Regions from separate parts of the Ovis aries genome. Here region 1 is linked to region 2. A link is a contact called in public Hi-C data. All regions are on one chromosome and are shown on one strand. Each heading gives the region's core, a stretch centred on a gene start, on an enhancer-like site or on the middle of the called end of the contact. The rest is flanking DNA. Distances are from core to core; before and after follow the strand shown.

What was found. A called contact is a pair of places that touch in the nucleus more often than the background predicts.
Region 1: a Hi-C map of liver shows a contact between it and region 2, with 4 times the contacts expected there. The contact joins two enhancer-like sites. A contact is called at or near these places in 6 of 16 Hi-C or Micro-C datasets (liver, mixed tissues, muscle and 3 more).

Annotation. Positions count from the first base shown.
Region 1 is chr11:18,126,541-18,131,681 of ARS-UI_Ramb_v3.0, forward strand. The region is part of intron 2 of LOC105606871 (a long non-coding RNA gene); the gene reads left to right. Among named protein-coding and RNA genes, the nearest start is that of TRNAG-CCC, 95 kb to the left of the region's middle. Within about 2 kb of position 1,466, at least 11 of the 54 cell types and tissues checked have an H3K27ac peak or open chromatin away from gene starts, as enhancers often do. A contact at or near this core is called in liver, where this site is marked.
Region 2 is chr11:18,008,467-18,013,593 of ARS-UI_Ramb_v3.0, forward strand. No RefSeq gene overlaps it. Among named protein-coding and RNA genes, the nearest start is that of COPRS, 8.8 kb to the left of the region's middle. Within about 2 kb of position 3,620, at least 12 of the 54 cell types and tissues checked have an H3K27ac peak or open chromatin away from gene starts, as enhancers often do. A contact at or near this core is called in liver, where this site is marked.

The DNA of each region.
Region 1 (5,141 bases), core at 216-2,715, 120 kb after region 2:
ATGGGGATTCATAGCGCTGTCCCAAAGTAGGTCTGTTCGTGTCATTGACTTTGATGTGACCATTACGAACAGCATTTTCAGAGACTTTCTAAAAACACAGCCAACTGATCGTGCTCTAATGGTAAGTGAAAACACACAGGTCACAGATTCATAGATTCAGAATAAACAAAGCCAGATACGAAGGAAGCATAAAAGACTAGAGGTAGAATAACGGGTGATTTCTCTCTCTCTGGGGAAGCTAGTTTGCTCTGCTCATGGCGTGTGTGTGTTTCCTACTGTGAAACTGTATCACGCTTATAATGGTAAACGAACTGTATTAAAATAATATTTTAAAGAGTGTTCCGTGTTGTGCTGGAGGGAGATGGGAGAGCTGGTTGACCCCATGTTCACATCTGGACCCACCAGGGACATCGGCGCTGGCGGGCGGCCAGGAAGGGTGTTGGTGATAGTGGGGGAGTCGCACAGCTGACCTCAGGGAGCAGCTGTCAAACAGAGGCTGTGTTGCTTAGAAAAATAAGGACGAGGTCACGATGATGCCCTGAGATGGTCCCAGAGAAAAGGAATTAGACACTGTTGGAGGGGATGAAGAGGGCAGAAGCCATATGACTGGGGGAAACCCCAGGCTTGCAGGGACCCACCCGGCTTTAGGCTTAGTAGAAGTAAGAGTGGCTGGCTTTGGGAATTGTCCAAGCTTAGCACCAACAGCCTTGGGAGGTGGTGAGCCCAGCCTCACTGGGAGGGTTGATGGAGGCTGCTGCCCATGGTCAGGGACATTGCGGTGAGCTTTCCTGCAGTGCCGGGAAACTGGAGAAGAACTGCTCAAAGTCCCTTTCCATCTGACAAAGGAGAAGGAAAAAGTTGGGAGGAGAGAAATAATTACCATCGTGGTTAGGAGAGGGGACCTCCCAAGTGAGTTCAGATCCTGGATCTACTAATTGTCTGTGTGATCTTGGATTAATTTACCGAACCTCTTTGTATCTCAGTCTTCTCATCTGCGAAATGGACATAAAGTCAGCGTCACTGTGGTAGATGAATGAGAGAGGGTATAAAGGGCTTGGTGCAGGGCCTTCTATACAGTGAGCACTCAATCAATGAGCTGGACGGCAGCAGGTTATTTTTCGGGCCCCCTGCAACTTGCTCAGCACCCAGGTCACTCACTTCCTCACGTGTCAGCCATACCGTGTTTGGCATCAGCCTCTGTGGGTCAAATGTCATGTTCTGTATTTGGCTGAACTAATTTTATCCCAGATTATTTCTGACAGAGTCAACATTCTTCCCTCTCCCGCCTCCGAATCCCCTCAAAAGGTACACAATCTCTGGGCAGGCTGCTCTCTGAGCTTGGTTTCCTTGGCCTCTCTCCCCACGTCGGTGCCCAGAATGTAATAACGAACCCCGTCTCCCAGCCAGGAGCTGGGTGCCCAGGAATTCCGGCTCCGCTCGGCCAGGTCTGTTTGCCAGCGCATCTGTTTCTAATCAGCACGGTGCAGTGCATTCTTTCTGCCGAGCGAGCGTGCAGGCCCGGAGCCTGGGGACTGCGCTAATTGATTGCTAAATGGATCCTGTCATTTCCAAAAGAGGCCTCTGGACTTGCCCTTCACTCTGCCTCTGCTCCCCCTGGGCTGGAGAGCTTAAGACTTAACTTGTCCGCTGCTTTTGGAAGAGAGGCACTGCCAATCTTGAACCTCAGTTGGAGGAATTCAGGAGAAGCCTTAGAAAAGCCCCCGCTCTCTGTAAAGAGATTTTCAGCTTAAAAAGCTCTTCCGTGAACATGATCCTCTTTCATTCTCCCAGCAGCTCCCTGGAGTTGGCCCAATGGTGTTGGAGACATGAGAAATATCCAGGTTTAGGCTGTGAGTTGAGTGGCCCTAGGTCACATAGAGTTAGTGGCAGGGAAGAGACTGTCTTGAACCCGACTTGTGCTGGGTCCAGGTTCTTCCCCGAAGCTCAGCCCATCAGCAGTGTCTGGCCAGGGTTTGTCACTGAGGTTGCCAGGGAGAAATGGGGACAGCCCAGAGTCTGCTGACCGGGCTGCCTGGGATGTCCTGACATCCCAGGCAGCCCAGAAGTGCTGTGGGTGTGTCTGGATGGCCTGTCTTATGAGAGCACCAGGGTGAGGAAGGTGCACATTCAGGGGTGAAGGACAGCTACCTCCCCCCAGAGAGGTCACAGTCTTCCTCCCCCCACAATAGCCGCCTCTCCTCCCACGCCCTTGCTCCAAGGGCCCCAGGCTTCCCCAGCACTTGCCGGAGAAGAAATCGCCGTTTGTGTCCTTATCTGTCCCCTCAGCTTGGAGGCAGGGATGGTTATCCTTTTGTCTCTAAATCTCCTCCTGGAACAGGGTCTGCTCATAGTAGGTGGTCAATACATGAATGTAGAGCAAATGACTCATCCTGGACTTTTCCCTCTGATCTCATTCTCCTTGCGCTCTTGGCAGAGTTGATCAGCCAGGATGAGATTAAAACCTGCTCTCAGCAGAGCAGTTTCACACTCTGGTGCCTCGGCGCCTGTTGAAAACCCCCGAGCTTCAGTTTCCATCTCTGCCAAGTGGCGACGATTCCATGTGTGTCTACCTGGGGCTGCTTGCAGACCATTTGAGCTAATGCAAGTTTGAATGCTACACTCATGTAAAGAGGGGTGTGTGTGTGTGTGTGTGTGTTCATTTTAATCATTAATGGATTCTGGGCTCCACTCTCCTCCAGAAGCTTCTTCATTGGTCCAGCTGCCAAAAGAGCTTACTATAGAAACTGGGGTGCAGAGCAGTTCCATCAGTCTGTAAAACTATGAGCCCTCAAAATAAGTCTTGGCTCAGACTAAGTGCCTCAGAGGGGCAGAAACCAGAAAGGGAGGGCCTTGGCTCCATGGCCTGGATCCTGAGTCCCCACTGCTTCTGTCTCCTCTCCTGTATCCTTACCCTCGCCCGCATGTCAATTCTAACCCTGCTTATGAGATTGAAGAGAACTATACTTGGCTCCTGGAACTCCATCTTCATTGCTGTGTGACTTTGGGGAAACCATTTAACCTCTCTGATCTTATAATGTATAAGATAGGGATAACAGCACATCTTACAGGATTGTTGAGAAGAGTTGCTGAAATAATGAACAAGAATAAGCTTGACAGTGGGTGAGTGTGGGCTGTTCCTGCCATGCTGCAGCGAGCTCCTCGGCCCCTGTCTCTTCTCCCCAGACCTCTGCCATCTGGTCCCCCGTGGACACTGCTCTTGCCATGACCTCCTTTGTGTCCCGATTGCAAAATCCAAAAACTGCTCCATTCGAATCGGCTAGGCCTCCCTGCAGCATTTGGCACTGTGGCCTACTCCTTCCTGAAAAGCTCTCCCTGAATTTCTGGCCTGCAGTACTCCCTTGGTTCTCCTCCGACTTCGCCGGCCGTTTCTGCCCTGTCTCTTCCATGCAGTCGTCTTCTTTCTCGGCCACAGTCCCAGGGCCTGCTCTTCCGTGGAGTCCTGCATGTACTTTTCTCAGTCTGCAGTCAACAGAGTTTACACAGAGAAAACGCAGTCCTTGCCCATAAGAGCTCCGAGTCTGACGATAGCCTGCTCACTGCTCCTGGAGACTGGCAGGGGCAAAGTGCTATGCTCATTGCTTCTGGATATTAACCCATTTGACACTTGCAGAGTTTGATGGATTGGGGCTTGAACCCAGCCCCACGGCGGACACTGGAGTGGTGGCAGCAGATAGTCCCTGGCTCGTCTCACCAGCGGGGGAGGAGCTGGGAAGCAGGCCCAGGCTGCACTGTCCATGCCCTGCAGCGCCTGGGGATGGTGTGGGGTGGGCCTGCCCATCAGGCTGGACACAGAGAGAAAACGCTGGGGACTCAGAGCTGCAAAACTAGCATCTGATCTGCTTTGCCGTTTTCTTTTGTGTGACCCTGGGACAATCATTTACCTCTCTGAGCCTCAGAGGTGTCAGTGAGGCCTCGTACATAAAAGCATGTATTAGAAAATAAGCAAATGATTGTCATTCTTGAAGCCCTTTGGACCTCACACGTGGTGCTAGTGGTAAAGAACCCACCTGCCAACGCAGGAGACACAAGAGACGTAGGTTTGATCCCTGAGTCGGGAAGATTCCCTGGAGGAGGGCACAGCAACCCACTCCAGTATTCTTGCCTGGGGAATCCCCATGGACAGAGGCGCCTTAATTCCTGGGCTACAATCCATGGGGTTGCAAAGAGATGTGATGGAAGCAACTTAGCGTGCACAAAAACACTTTCAAGCAGGCGTCCCCAGTCTCTGGGACCTAATGACTGATGATCTGAGGTAGGACTGATGTAATAATAATAGAAATGAAACGCACAAGAAATGTCCTGTGCTTGAATCATCCCGAAACCATCCCCTGCAACCTCAGTCCGTGGAAAAGTTTTCTTCCATGAAACTGGTCGGTGGGCCAAACAAGTCTGGGGACTGCTGCTTTAAAGCACATGATCCGGTTGGATCCTGACAGAAAAGGGACTTGCTGGAGAGTCCTGTGAGCCGGAGACCCCCCCTGGATCTTCAGAATTCAGTGGGGGACACCATTCCCTCAGTTCCTCAAGGCAGTGGGGTGTGGGGGGGACCGGCTCGTACCAGGCTCTTCAGCTTTGCTATCGAATTTGCTTTGGACAGAAATCCTGGCAACAGTACCATCATGTCCGTTGTATAAAAAAGAAAGGTCAGGGCCCCCCGAGAGGTTAAATGACGTGCCCGTGTCCACACAAGGGGTGCCTGGGAGCCAGGTTCTGCCCCAGGGCTGTGCTCCTTCCATCTGGCCCCTGCCACTCGAGCGCCTTCCCCCGCTCCCATTCACCAGTCACCAGCCCATCCACGGGCTGGTTTCCTGAACACGCCTGCCTCCTGGGAGCTGGGTTAACCAGCCCGGTCCAGGCATTCATTGCCCATGGCCCACAGGGAGAGCTGTAAACAAATTAATATTTGGCGGCACCATTTCCCAGAACTTGCTCATCCCAAGGGGAACTGGGAAAAAAGCAAATGAAAGACGTTTTGAATCCGAGACGGGCTTGTGGGACATCCTGGGACTTTTCAGAGCTCCGCACCTCCCTGCCTGTTCCATCACGTCAGGTGTGATGTATCAAGCACATGTCTCCTGTGCCGAGTGACTTTGTGTGAACTGTCTCACTGAATGCTGACA
Region 2 (5,127 bases), core at 2,370-4,869:
CAGGCTGTGAACCCTGGTTATCGCAAGGGGGTGAAGTGCGAGTAAGAAAGAAGTAGGGACTTGGAAAAATAGTGATGATATAATAAGTGAAAATACAGACTCTAGAACCACTCTGATATTATTGGAAACCTGAAAAATGGCATATGCAAGGGATAAGGATTAACATGGACAAATGGAGACAGTTTGATCAGACAGTGGAGGTGTTGGCAATTTGCTTTTGTATTTTTGTTTTTTTTAATATAGATTTTGCAGTGAGGTATGTAAAGACACGTCGTTATCCTAAAACAAGATGCCTCCTCTGCCTTGTCGTCCCTGTTCTCTCTAACAAGTGTCACAGCACCTGCACCCCTCTGCTGTAGTTGCTGGCGTTTGGGTCCACCTCCTTCCTCAGAGTGAGAGCTCTCTGAAGGCAGGACCATGTCTGACTCCTCAGCCTCCCTGTTTCTTTAAGACAGCGTATAGGAATAGGACAGAGAAAAACATCCAGAAGTGGTCAGATTTGTAACCATCCTTTACTCTGAAAGCCTTCAGTCAATGACCATGTAAACTTCGTTCTCCAAACACTATAGAGTGTGTGTATGACAAATGAGTTTGTAATACAGATTATCAGATAAACAACAAATCATGGTTATATAAGAAATAATTGAATCAAAAGGAAACGTCCCAGTGACTTCTCACCAGCATCCTGTAGTGAAGAACTTCCATTTTTGGTACTCAAAAAATACAAAACGCAAAACCCAAAGCCAAAAAGCTACTATATATCTGAATCTCTGATTTCTGAGTTGAGACTTACAATCTCAGAATAGGGAGAGAACGTTTATGTTGCTTAGCTTGGTCTGCTCGTGTGTGGAGGAATCATCTCTGCTTACTTCCGGCCACGGGGAGCTCATTACCTCAGAAGGAGCCCATCCATTGCTGGTTAGTGCTACTTGCTGGAAAATTCTCTCTGGTATGGAGTTGGAATCTAGCCATCTGGTGGTCCTGGTCTGCACTGTGGTCCTGATGTTTTTTCCATTGTAGGAAATGAGCACTTGTATCCTCTCTCCAGCTTTTCCTTTTCTAGGGACTTGCAAACGTGTCTGAAATCGAGAGATTGGGGGAGAAGAAGGTAGAGGGGGGAAGGGAGGAGCGGGTGAGGGGGGAAGTGGGGAAGGGAATGTTTTGCGGGTTTGGCAGGCATTGCAGTGTTGAGAGAGGTTGAACTTGTTCAACGAGGGCATGTGGAATGGAAGAAGACCAAGGACAGAACCCTGGGGAGCATTAGTGATTATCGGGTAGACAGAAGGATCGGATCCTGAGGGCAGGCTGTGACCCAGGAGGAGGAAAACCCAGGTGAGTGTGGGTGCCCCCCAAGTGATATCTAAGGAGGAGAGACTTTTAAGGAAGAGGGAGTGGCCGTCTCTTGGAGGCCAAGTAAGATGCAGGCCGAAGAGGGTGTTGCGGGTGTGGGAATCAGAAAGAGCTCTGAGAACGTATTGACTTGGGGTGGGTGCAGGGGTGGGGATGGGGCTTCACGGGCTAACGCATTTTGAGGGATGCACCCGAGCTTTTGGTGCTGCTGTTTCTCTCGGGCTGGACTGGGGGCAGTGGTGACTTCCGGCCAGCTTCTCTCAGAATGTGCAACCAGGCTGGGAAGAGGCAGTCAGTGATGGGAGAGAAAAGGAGTGGCCAGCGAGAGGGGCAGACGTGGGAAGAGGCTGCTGGAGAAATGGAGGCAGGAAGGGACTGTTAGCGGAGACAGAAGGGAAACTCTTATTCTGGCGTTTCTTTCAAACAATCGCATTAACCAGGAAAGAAACCACAGCTGACCACTTTGAAAACTTGGGTGATGGAAAGGAGAGGAAAAATGTGTTTCTTGTGTGTCTGGATGACATTTCTGAAGCACCCTGTTTTCTCTCCTGCCCTGTCTCCACGCAAGCAGGCTCCTTGCCTTCATGCAGGCACATGACAGAGTCGAAAACAGCCAAGACGTTTTTTGTGTTTTTTTTTTTTAGCTTCGGTTTTACAAAAAGGATTTTTAAATTAAAAAAGAAATGTGTATATATTTGGTAAGCAGGCAAAGGAGTTTGGGGCCAACAAACTATGAATCTTGTAGAAATTCGGGAAGAAAGAATTTTCCCCAGGCCAAAAAAAAAGTCCCCTTGTCTATGAGAACGAAGATGGAGAGAACAAAGAGAGCACTCTGGAGACGCTAAGATCAGATGGAATTATGAACCCTATTTCTCAGTGTGCCCCCGGGGGGTTAAGTCCCCAGAATGATAGATGTTGCTGTTTCTAGGCAGTCAGGACCATCTCCCAAAAGATGCCCAGGTCTTGAGCATGCAGAGGACTGCAGGGACCCAGAGGGGCCATGGGACAGAAAAGACCTGTGAAGATGGATATCGGATGATGTCTTGCACTGCTTGAGGTGCTTGAGAAAGTGTGAACCCCAAAAGGTACACATGGAAGCTCAGGGTCGGAAACTGGAATGGTCAAAGAGACGACTGTTTTGCTTCTTGAGCCCCTGAAACGTAGAATTAACAGAAGCCAAGATGACAATGAATTACTGCTGGGGGGAGGGGGGTCAGATCATCAGGTAGGTATGACAGCGTATTGAAAGCATCATCATGGGCTGATTCCTATCAGAGCGCTGATAATTTTTGCTTCATTTTTATTTTCTCTCTGGATGAAAAACTCCCCGTTTTTGTATTGTGGCAGAAGAAAAAGAACTGTGCCATTCACAGTGTGTGTAAGTCACGCTGTGTATTTTTGTTTGGCTCTGGCATGTTTCTGTAAGTTACGGCTTTCTTTCCTTTTGGAAGGTCTGGAGGAATGTACTCTTTCGCCTCACCCCTCAATTAGTTTGGTGCAGTGTTTATTTTTGAAAAGTCTTTATTGAATTATTTACAATATTCAGATTTACAACATTTACACTATTGCTTCTGCTGTTTGTGTTTTATGTACATTTTCAATATTTACACATTGACAATATTGATTCTGCTTTTTTATGTTTTGGTTTGGTTTTCTGGCTGGGAGGCACGTGGTATCTTAGCTCCCCAACTGGGGGTCAAACCCACAGCCCCTGTACTGGAAGGCAAAGGAAAGTCCCTGGTGCTGCGTTTATAGTGGGGACAACATGTTCATCATGAGACCCTGGGGGGAATGGGGGATGGTGCTTCCTGTAGCTTTTTCTCTGGTGCTTGGTGCTTGTTGGGTTGACTGTGAAGGCTGCGAAGGCCACACTGTCTTTATGTATAGGAGCAACTGGCTGGACTCTGCAACGCTGTAGTGCCCTGAGGAAAGCCAAGATCGCCTTCCAGGGAGAAGGAAGCATGCTCATTGGCTTAGTAAATACCTTGGCGCTGCACTGCCCTTGGTTTTCCGGAGTTCACATTCCTGGACCCAACTTTCCCAGGATGATTGGAATATGGAGAAAGAGAAAAAACAAAACAACCCACAACAGCCCAATACCCTGGCTGTAGCCCATGTGGATTCTGCCTGCCAGTTCTCCCAGAGCAGATTCCCCACCCAAATAACAGACTGCTGGATCTGGAGGACTCCTTGTGTGTGTGTGCACACATGTGCGTGAGCATGGCAGGCCCAGGAGAAGTGGGAGGGTGTAACAGGAAGGCAAGCTGCACGGCTGGCTCCCGCTGTGTTGACTTAGCGGGTCTGGCTGCAAAGCCAAGGCCTTTGGAAAAGCACGGCCTCCCAGCTTCCGGCAGTTTCTGTGGAGCTGGTTCCAGGACTCAGCTAGATCTTGCAGGTGTTGATGAGCAGGAGGAGAGTTCAACTGGGTCCCAGGGCACCAAGGTTGAGAGGGTCCCACCAGGATGTGTCCTCACTCAGGGCCTGGGGAGTAAGCCACAGTTTCAGGAGAAGGCATTTCTCTCCATCTTACAGGGTTCTCCGGTCCTCCGGCTTTGAGTGAAAGAGAGAAGTTTCCCCAGGAGGCATACTCCCACTTTCTGCCATTGCAAGGTACAGTTGGCTTTCCTTTTCTTCCCCCCCCGCCCCCTTTTCCGGTGAGGTGATTGTGATTTCAAAAGCCATTTCCTCTGACAGCTTCTCGTGAGCTGTTGAACAAATGTGGCAGATAGACCTTAGAGCCATGTGTTCGGCAACTCAAGGCAGGCGCCTGAATCTCTGCTGCCTGCCGCCTGTAGCCTTACCCCATTCCTCCAGCAGGTGGCAGTACAGACCCACCCACGCGCTGTGTGCTGTGTGACCGCAGGGAGGGCGAGGGGCCCTGGAGGAGCTGCTCAGCAGGCTCAGGGTTACCTTCCTGTTAGTGGGCTTCCTGCTGATTAGCAGTCTCACCTGTGAGTTCAAGGGCAGGATTTACTCCTGATTTGATAGAGGAGTTTTCTCAGAAAAGATTATTGTGAAATTTAGGGTAAGAGTCATCATCACCCACCCATGCCCCCCCACCCCAACACCCATCCCAGAGCCTGGCACATAGTAAGCACTTAAAATGCTTGCTGACTTCAACCAAAGTGTGGGTATGCAGCAGGAAAGTCAAATGCATCGTGCTACATCCCTCTGCCAGATGACACCTTCGGTGGTTTTTCTTACAAAGCTTATAATTCTCGTTTTACAGAAAGAGACACTGAGGCTCAGGGAGGTAAGAGAACTGGCCAAAAGTCACAAAGAGGAGAGATCGTGACGCAAGTCATCTGACTCCTAAGTTTTTGTTCTCGTATGCTCACTCTACTGGGATGGGAAACATCTAGATTTAGCAACAGCCTAGGCTTCTCAGGTGGTGCTAGTGGTAAAGAATCCGCCTGCCAATGCAGAACTGGGTTCAGTCCCTGGGTTTGGAAGATGCTCTGGGAGAAGGGAAAGGCTACCCACTCCAGTATTCTGGCCTGGAGAATTCCACAGACTGTATAGCCCATGGGGTCGCAAAGAGTCGGACACGACTGAGCGACTTTCATTTTCTAGGCTTTCCAGGGGGCGCTAGTGGTAAAGAACCTGCCTGCCAATGCAGGAGATATGAGAGATACTGGTTCAATCTCTGGTTTGGGGAGACCCCCCGGAGGAGGGCATGGCAACCCACTCCAGTATTCTTGCCTGGGGAATCCTATGGACACAGGAGCCTGGCAGGCTATAGTCCATAGTTCGCAAAGAACTGGACACAACTGAATC